Regions from separate parts of the Gossypium hirsutum genome. Here region 1 is linked to region 2. Evidence: chromatin contacts called from public Hi-C data. All regions are on one chromosome and are shown on one strand. The core of a region is the stretch at or near the end of the contact, and the rest is flanking DNA. Distances in the headings are between cores, read along the strand shown. Region 1 has its middle 21 kb from the start of LOC107910007. Region 2 holds the start of LOC107910002 (flowering time control protein FCA).

Region 1 (5,070 bases), core at 929-3,428, 36 kb after region 2:
AAAACTCCAACACATCATCTACCGATATATCGACATTATACATGTAGGCTAGAGGCGAGTACGCTCTGAATTGCAGATCTTCTTCTTCTTCTTCATCTGAATCCCCTTCAACGTCTTCAGGTTCGGATGGAACAGGCTCTGGTTCAGAAAATAATGCAACTTTTGCAGTATCAGGGCTAGGCTTTTGAGATGGATCCACATCGAACTCATCATCCAACTCACCATCATCTGCAATGTACGAGATCCCCTCGCCGGTGAACGTTGTAGAAAGTACATCATCCCTTTTTTTGTGGACGTTTCGTAACGTCCCTAATTAGATGTGGGTTGCCAACCACTGGAAGTTGATGTCATTCCCCAATACGTATTTTCAGCATTGAACATCGACCCACCAATGTGCATGTCCCATCCACTAACCGAGTATCGTGCAGAAGTTGTATATTCCATACTGCCACTAAACGCGGACACTTCCATGTTCTACCTCCCACTAACGGAGTGTCGGGCAGGGTTTGTGTCTTTCTCTCGAACAGTAGTAGATGTTGAACTCGCAAATGTTTTATTTGGCGATGAAAATTGTACATATAACTCAAGATAGGGTGATCCACTATCGAGATGAGTCTGTGCTATCGTCTTAAAGCTACGACCACTTTCGATATCAAATGAGTCATGTGTCAGTGGATCAATTGAAGCACAAAATCGATACTTAATAGAAGAAACCTTCATTGACATCGTTTCAAAAATTTTGTACCTGATTCTTTTATGAAATTCTATCAAATCTATAGTCTGGTTAAAAACCATTCGCGTTGTGTTCTCTGATAAAAAAATAACACCGTTCTCGGTGTCACAGACCTCATCATCATAATAAATAATATCACTAATACGTTCACCCATTTTCAATTTCTATTCTACTTAGCCCCTCTAATTTTTCTTGTTGTAACTTATGCAACCTGAGAATCAAATTTGGCTCATTTATAACCTAAGGCCAAACATGAACTACTGTAGAAAAAGAGCGTCCACGTGGGAGCTTTTTTTAGTAATTTTACTGACAGTGCATCTTGCTTGAAGCGTTTTTGACACTATTTTTTCAGAAACGTCTTCTCAAAATTATTTTTAAGGAAGTACTATAGAAAAAGAGCGTCCACGTGGGAGCTTTCTTCATCAATTTTGTTGACAGTACATCTTGCTTGAAGCATTTTTAACACTATTTTTTCAAGAACTATTGTAGAAAAAGAACATCCACATGGGAGCATTTTTCATCAATTTTACTGACAGTGCATCCTAATTGAAGTGTTTTTAACACTATTTGTTCAGAATCGTCTTTTCAAATTTATTTTTTCAGGACCTACTGTAGAAAAAGAGCATCCACGTGGGAACTTTTTTTAGTAATTTTGCTGACAATGCATCCTGCTTGAAGTTTTTTGACATTATTTGTTCAGAATCGTCTTCTCAAAATTATTTTTTCAAGAACTACTGTAGAAAAAAACCAAAGTCCTTATTGTCAATATAATTTTTCCTAAACCCTAAACCTAGGCACAATATTATTTTAAAAAAACTAAACCCAAATTTAATTAATTTTCTTAAAAATAATAAAATCAAATTTAATTTATTTATTTAAAATCCATAAACCCTAATTTAATTAATTTTTAAAAAAGAACACTAAATCCTAAATCCTGATTTATTTTTAAAAATTCTTAAAACCTAAAACCCTAAATTATTTTAACAAAACCCTAACACTAAAAGCTCTAAACCAAAAAGCCCTAGGGACTAAACATGCAAAAAACCCTAACCTAGAAAAAACACTGTGCAAAACGCACCCCTCGGGGAGCGTTTTTGCCACGTCAGTAAAGTATGTCCACGTCAGCGCATTTTGTGCTAACATGGCAAAAACACTCCCTTAGGGACGCGATTTGCTTGAAATTTCACCCTAAAAAGCTCCTACGTGGGCGCATTATTCCAAAATCAGCCCTTTCCGGTAAATAATGCAGAAATTGACCCATTTCCGTAAATATACTTAGAAATGAGCCTTTATTGGTAAATTAGTCAAAGTCCCCTTACAAAAATAGATTTTAAAATTATAATTAATCCAGTTGGTTTTAAAAATACTGTCAAGGGCTTGAAAGTTGGGTTTGTCTGGTCCAGGAACCAGGTTGATAATTCAAGCCCAATAGAAGTTGAGCCTTCCTTGACCCATGGAATAAATAATCTGCAGTTGGTTAATTTATCAGGCCAGGCTATTAGGTCGTCCTCCTAGCCAAGGGCTAGGAAAACTTTATTCATTCGAAGTTACGTTAATGAGGCTATCAGTCGGCGGCAATCATTTGTTACAGGGGTTTCTGTTAGTGAACTCAATGTCCAACAAGTGAGGGTGAGATTTCAGACTCGAGATCGGGCTTTTTTAATGTCGACAGTGATAGTGTCCCAAAGCTCCCAACCAAACCAACTTCTTCGATGCTAAGTCCAGTGGAAGTTCTAGTCGCCATCTCCACTGGAGGGCTAAACCCTATTAAGCACTTGACAACTTCTTTCAAAGTCACTGTCCCAGTCGACAACACCTTGTCGGAGGAGACCAAAGTTTCAGATTTGGAGGCTGGTAGATCAATGAATTCGAGGAGAATGATGGGAGGGAAAGAAAAGAGTTTTCAAGATATTAAAAAAAATTAACAAAACCACATGGGAAATAGAGCAATTTTAAGGTTAAAATTTTTTCTAAATATTTGTTATGTGTTTCTATGTCCAAGTTGGCTAAGGCTACTTCGACAGAAAGTATCGAAGAATTGGGCCTAAATGGTTCAAATGCAGCGAAAAGACTTCAGGTTTGTTTTATAAGCTCTAAGCAGTAATATCTAATTGTTTTATCTTAATTTTATTATTATTTTGATAATATGGATTTAATTTTAACAATATTTTCTTGGAATTTTCAAGGCTATGCAAGCAACAAATTTCTCTATGTCTTCCGTGAATTTAATATCGAGTATAGGCCGGATATTGTGTCTACTGGAACAAAAAATTAGTGATAATAAAGTAAATTCAATTATTGATAAATTAGGTTTTGATTTTTCTCACCGTATTGAGGTTATTGGATTTTCAAGAGAAATTTGGGTGGGCTGAAAGGAATCTATTCAGATTAGTGTCATTCATAATCATCCCCAGTTCATTCTCCTTCGAGTTTTTGGCAGTGTTACCAATAACTTCTTTCTTATCTTTTTTGTTTATGGTAGTCCTGACAGAGCAAAGAGAAATTCTCTATGGGATGATTTAATAATCGTGTTACTTAACGATCCCTTTTCGTGGCTGATTATGGGGGGCTTTAATGCTATACTATCACCTGATGATAAGAAAAGTGATCGTAGCATAGGTAGAAGATGCAAATTTTTTTGGTAATTTTGTTGACTATTGTAACTTACAAGATATAGGATTCATTGGACCTTCCTTTACCTGGTAAAGAGGCAATACGTATGAAAGGTTGGATTGAGCGCTTGCCAATGACACTTGGATATCATATTTTTCGCACTGTCTTGTATATCACCTTTTGCGCATCAAACTAGTTTTTGCGCATCAATCCAGATCACATGCCCATTCTCCTCAAAACCAATTTGGATATTTTTCGCACTGTCTTGTAGGATGAACAAAACATGCCAATTTTCCTGATTTGGTCAAGAATAAGTGGAGTTATTTAGGTAATATGGCTGACTCTCTTACTGATTTTACCTCACATGTCAAAGAATGAAACAATCTTGTCTATGGTTTTTTAGGTACTTGCAAAAGACAGCTTATAAGGGCACTTGCAAATATCCAAAAGGCTATGGATCGTTTGCCCTGTAGTTGGTTAGTCAATAATCAAATGGATGTTTGGGATGAATTAGAAAATGTGCTTAACCATGAGGAATTACTGTAGAGGCAAAAGGCTTAGTGTGATTAGCTCTAGCTTGGGAATCATAACACTAAGGTTTTTTATAGTCGTACTATTTAAAGGAGGAAATTCAATCGTATCATGGCTTTACTATCGTTAATGGAGAGTGGTGTTCTGACCAGAATATTCTTAAAAATGTGGCTGTAAGGTTCTTTAAGAAAATCTATAGAGAAATCCCTACTCCCATGATAGACCTTCCCTCCAATATCTTTACTTGCCTTAAGAATTAGGATTTTTTTTTTTAGAAAAGCCAATTTCAAATGAAGAGATAAAAAATGCCCTTTTTGACATGACTTCGCTTTGGTTTGGAGAAGCGATAGGTTCAAGCGAACTTCTTTCGAAGTCTAGGAATCATTGCTAGTAATAAAATCGAGGCAGAGTTGAATAATACTTTGATTGTGCCTATTTTGAAAAAAGATAGACCAAAGGATTTTAATCAGTTTCGGCCTATCAATCTTTGCTCGGTAATGTATAAATTAGTGATGAAAATGGTTGCTAATAGATTTGAAGTAGTTTTTCCGAATTTCATTTCACAGGAGCAAGTTGAGTTTAATGTTGGTCGTAATACTTCTGATAATGTTATCATTGTGCAAGAAGTCATTCATTCTATGCGTAGTAAGAGAATTGGTAAGAATTGAATGGCGATCAAGCTGGATTTGAAGAAGGCCTACGATAGAGTTAGTTGGGAATTTATTGATACGTATCTGTTAACAGCTAGGATTCCCGAGTTCCTTAGGAAAGTGATTATGGACGCCATTTTTTCTTCTTCTTTTATGCAAATATTATGTAATGAAGTTCATACTAAAAAATTTAAGTCTGTGAGACGGATTAGACAAAGATGTCCACTATTGTAATATCTTTTCGTTCTTTGTATGGAATGGTTATGTCACATTGTTCGTGCAAAAATTGATGCTGGTAAATGGAATCCAATTCAATTATCAAGATCGAGATCCGCATTATCTTATTATTATTATTTTTTTACAAATGATCTAGTCATTTTTAGCAAAGTAGAGGTGAAGCAAGCTTATTTGTTAAAAGGAATTCTGAAGCACTTCTATGGTTTTTCGGGGCACAAAATTAACTGAAAGAAGAGCAACATGTATTTCTCCAAAGGAGTTGAGATAGAGTTATGTGATCAAATTAGCTAGATATTTGGGATTCAG
Region 2 (4,407 bases), core at 33-2,532:
CACTTTGTTGATAACAAAACTAATTTCGCTTAAAAATAAAATCACAACTCACTCTAGCATATAAAAGATTGTATACCATGTCGTTCACCAGTTTTCTTATCCTTTGGTTGAATCACCTCAACAACATTTCCATGTTCTTGAAACAGGAAGCGGATCTAACCAAAAAAAGAAAAACAGTTACACCACATGCTCAGTGAACTACCAAAAAGTTATATTAGGAACTAATAGCTATAACAAAAATAATCCCCTTACGCAAACACATTTTACTAATGGATTCAAGGAAGCCAGTAATCGATGCTACAATGACAAAAAAATTGCAAAGATAAAGATAATGGCTTACGGATTCTTCAGTTGCAGTTTTTGGAACCGTTGCTACATATAGTTTTGCTAGACTGCTTCCTTCGTTATGGTCTAAATTTTATTTAAGAGGAATGAAAAAAATATAAGACTTCTGTAACTTCCAAAAAAAGGCTCATAAATTGTAAAAATAATAATATAAAGAATTCCAAGAAAAAAAGAAGAAGAAAAGGAGCAAATAGGCACAGCCGAAGTGAGCTTAAATTCTAATGAAAGAAAAAAATAAGTTAAAATATGAACGGGTAACGTTACGCTGTTACCAGGTGAGGCTCCTCGGCCAGAATCGTGAAACCCTCTTTTTCGACCGGCATTGGGACCGTTGCCACCGTTGGACCAGAACGCGTCGTTTTGTTCACTGATCGGTTGCTGGTGCTGCTCCGGGAAGCGTTCAAAGTGATGCTGATTGCCAGGCTGGTGTTCAAATTGCTGCTGACTAGGCTGGTGTTCGAATTGCTGCTGGGTAGGCCGGTGATCGAATTGCTGCTGGTTAGGCCGGTGCTCGTATGGCTGTTGGTTAGGCCGGTGTTCGAATGGCTGTTGGTTAGGCCGTTGATCAAATTGCTGTTGGGTAGGCCGGTGTTCGAATGGCTGTTGGGTAGGCCGGTGATCGAATTGCTGCTGGGCCGGCAGGTGATCGAATTGCTGCTGGGTAGGGCAATAGTCGAATTGCTGGGGGTTATGGTGGTGGTTGTAAGGATGATAGTGGTGTTGATGGTGGTAGTCGGGAGGGAAATTAGGTCTTTGGGCATTGGTATACCAAGGAGTAGGATTTAAGGGCGGGTGATCGTTGAACCGTTCTCCGCGATCTCTGTGTCTCTCCATCTATTCAGACGATTGGTTCAAAACCCTAGCAGGGATAATATAAACAGTGAAGTAGAGGAGGAAAAAGAAGAGTAGTAAAAAGCTGAACAGTTTTACTGTTTCATGAGAAACCCAACTCTGCATAGTAAATATGTTTTTGTTACTTAACGAGATAAAATTAAGGTATAATTTTGAAAATACCCTCAACCTCTAGGAGTTTTTGGGTTTGAGCCATTGACTTTTTTTTTTGGATTGATGCCAAGTTACAATTTTTCTAGAAATCATCTCAATTTTAACGGTATTGATTGTTAGTCAAGTCTCGACCAACAAAATAGCCTATGTGACATGCGAGGATGAAGATGACGTGTCAAAAAAAAGAATTAAACATGAAATTAAAAAAGAAATAAATAATTTGTAAAAAAATTATAGGTAAAATTAAAACATATCATTAAATTCCTAACCCTTATTCTGAAATCGTGAAATCCCTAAAATTATTATGATCAAAATCCTTCAGCAATCTCCAACCTTCAAGAAACCATTATCTCTTAAAAAACCCTGATTGAAATCCCTCTCCTCTCATTATCTCAATTTACCATAAACCCTAGGAAATTGTTATTCTTCTTCTTCCTTGTTGTTCAAAATCATGGATTTGGGAAATTTGTTCAAATCTGAATCACATGGTTTGAATAGCTAACTTAGAGAATGGGTATCGTATGGTTTGGGGAAAAAATCAAGGTATTCAAATATTGGTACTTCATCACGGAGGGAGTATGTGTACAATGGGGAAGTAGTAAAATGTTACTGCAAGAAGTTAGTTCCAAGACACACTTCATAGAGCGATTTAAATCCGGGGAGGAGATTTTATGGATGTTCAGATTTTCAGGTAAGTGAATAAATTTATTTGCTACTTCAGCTTAATTTGGATGATTTCAAAAATTTCCTTAGGTTGAGGGTTTATGATTTAAATTTTTTTGTCACTTATTTGGGGTTTGTTTGTAGGACGATGGTTGTGGTTTTTTCAAGTGGTACGATAGGCAAATGTGTGACTTTGATATTGAATTATTGCGTCAATTGCGTGACAGTGAACGAATCTTTCAAAGGAGAATTTAGCACTTAGAAATAAGGTTATGAATTTGGTTGCATTTGATGGTAGCCATAATGGTGGCAGTAGTGGTGTTGACAATGAGGTTGAAGAAGGTAGACTAGTTTGAGGTGTTGAAGGAGAACTAGCATTAAAGAACAAAGTGATAGCCATGAAGCAAAAAATGAAAGTTATCAAGAAGGAGAAGTTAATGTATAATATATTATTTTCTTGCTCCATGTTATGTATTCTATGCATCGCCATAGGTTTCTTTGTTGGCAGTAGTGGTAAGCGGCATATGCAACTGTCAGTTGGAAATGTTGATTGAATGTAAAGTTTTCCAACATACCTCAATGTTATGTTGTTTATGTAATTTGGAACCTTGATATACATTCTGCTTGGAATTAATGACCAATATTGGTTATTGTCTATGTAATTTATTTTAGCATAGTAAATAATGCAGTGAAAAAAACATAAGACTAAAAAAAATCCCACATTTAATCATATAATTTCCCTATTGCAATTAGGATAAAATGTACTTTACAAAAGCATTCCAAAAGTAATGATTTAGCTTATACACCATTCATGCTATACCAGCCAAAAACAAGTTTGATGTAATAGATATAGTATACTATTGTAAGTGACAAAGAAGAAGGTTGTAGGCTCAAAATGTGGCAAAACAGGGGAGATTATAGCAATTGGCAACTATTTCTTTGATAAATTACTCATGTTTCCTGTAACCGATTCTTGTGTTCCCAGATGGTCAAGAGGAGCCTTTCTCTTATTCTTTGGCGACTTGGGCATTGAAGAAGATTTTCCACTACTATCCTTACTTGAACCTATCACCATGATCCTTGTGGTTATACCAAATTGTAAGAGTGTTTTAAGTTTATCAGAACAATATACAATATTGTTGGTTAGGAGATCAATTGTAAAAGGAAGAAAACTCGCATAAAACGTTTGATTCATAGTATTCAAGTCTGTATACAACCTTATTCCATGTATTTTTCCTTTCTTGGGTTGTTTTACCTTAGATTTATCTAAGGTAATTGACTTTTTAATGGGAGATTTCTCATTTTGTTCGGGTGCTTGTGCAACTTGTTGCAAAACATAGACCATAATGAAAGTTGTACAAGCCCAATCTGAACCAGCCCAAACCTAAGACCCAAAACAGACCCAAAGCCCAATCTGAACCAGCCCAAACCCAAGACCAAAACAGACCTAACCCCTAACCCTAGCCTAGCGCCGCACGTCCTTGCCCCTGGCCTCCTCACCTGCTCCGCCGTTCACTTGCTTTCTGCCATTTGCCCAACTGCCCACCTGCAAACGAGTAAAGAAAGCAGCAACCACAAAATGAAAAGAAAAAGCATGTAATGTTGGCTATAAAAGCCAAGTTTATTCACTGTAAAAGGGGTTGGCCCCTTTATTCTATTGGCCGGAATGAATCAATTTCCCAGAAATAAAAGGAAACAAAGAATTTGAAGGTGATTTTGGTCTTTATTAATCTGTTTTTTTCTTCCTAGATTCGCATTTTTTATCTCTTATTTTTTCATTTAGTTTAGATATCAGTAATATAAAATAAAAGAAAGAAAAAGGAGAGAAAAATTTTACCTTTGGATTTTTCGACCACCGTGTACGGTGGCCGGCGCGACGCCGTCAACGGCGGAGGATCGCCGGAACCCTTGGCCTGACTTGGGGCCTGAGAGAGAGGGGAGAGAGCTCTTTCTCTGTTTTAAAAAATGCTGAAACTGATTTGTTTTTGGGGTTTTTTTTTATTTATAGTAAACACAAAACGGCGCCGTTTTAACCTTAGGGGTCAGTTGCCAAAACGACGCCGTTTTGGCCCTGACCCGCGCGCGGCCCGACCCGCGTCTCAGGATCCGCGTGTTTTGATGATTGGGTTATTTACCCATTTGGTCCTTCCGCCCTTTTGGGGTGTTTCAATCTAGTCCTATTTACATTTTTAGATTTTATAATTTTCGCCCAAATTATTTTTAGCGTTTTTGATTTAGTCTTGCACTCATAGAATGGACACGTGTCCTGATAATTGGGATATTTTCCGTTTTGGCCCTTCTATTTTTCGCGCGCCTCACATTTTGATCCCTTACCCTATTTTATTTTTGATTTCACCCCTGAGATTTCGTTTCAGTTTTGATTTAGTCCTATTA

The links. Hi-C and Micro-C count contacts between places; a contact is called where the count stands out from the background.
Region 1: a contact with region 2 is called in a Hi-C map of leaf, with 2.4 times the contacts expected there. The contact joins the enhancer-like site here to the promoter of LOC107910002 in region 2. A contact is called at or near these places in 12 of 34 Hi-C or Micro-C datasets (fibers, hypocotyl, leaf and 1 more).

Annotation. Positions count from the first base shown.
Region 1 is chrA07:27,395,148-27,400,217 of Gossypium_hirsutum_v2.1, forward strand. No RefSeq gene overlaps it. Among protein-coding and RNA genes, the nearest start is that of LOC107910007, 21 kb to the right of the region's middle. Within about 2 kb of position 2,179, at least 9 of the 9 cell types and tissues checked have an H3K27ac peak or open chromatin away from gene starts, as enhancers often do. A contact at or near this core is called in fibers, hypocotyl and leaf, where this site is marked.
Region 2 is chrA07:27,360,485-27,364,891 of Gossypium_hirsutum_v2.1, forward strand. It overlaps LOC107910002 (flowering time control protein FCA), which reads right to left and starts at 1,283. Exons shown (of 15, transcript XM_041117879.1): 1 at 618-1,283; 2 at 341-411; 3 at 77-155. The coding sequence starts at 1,179.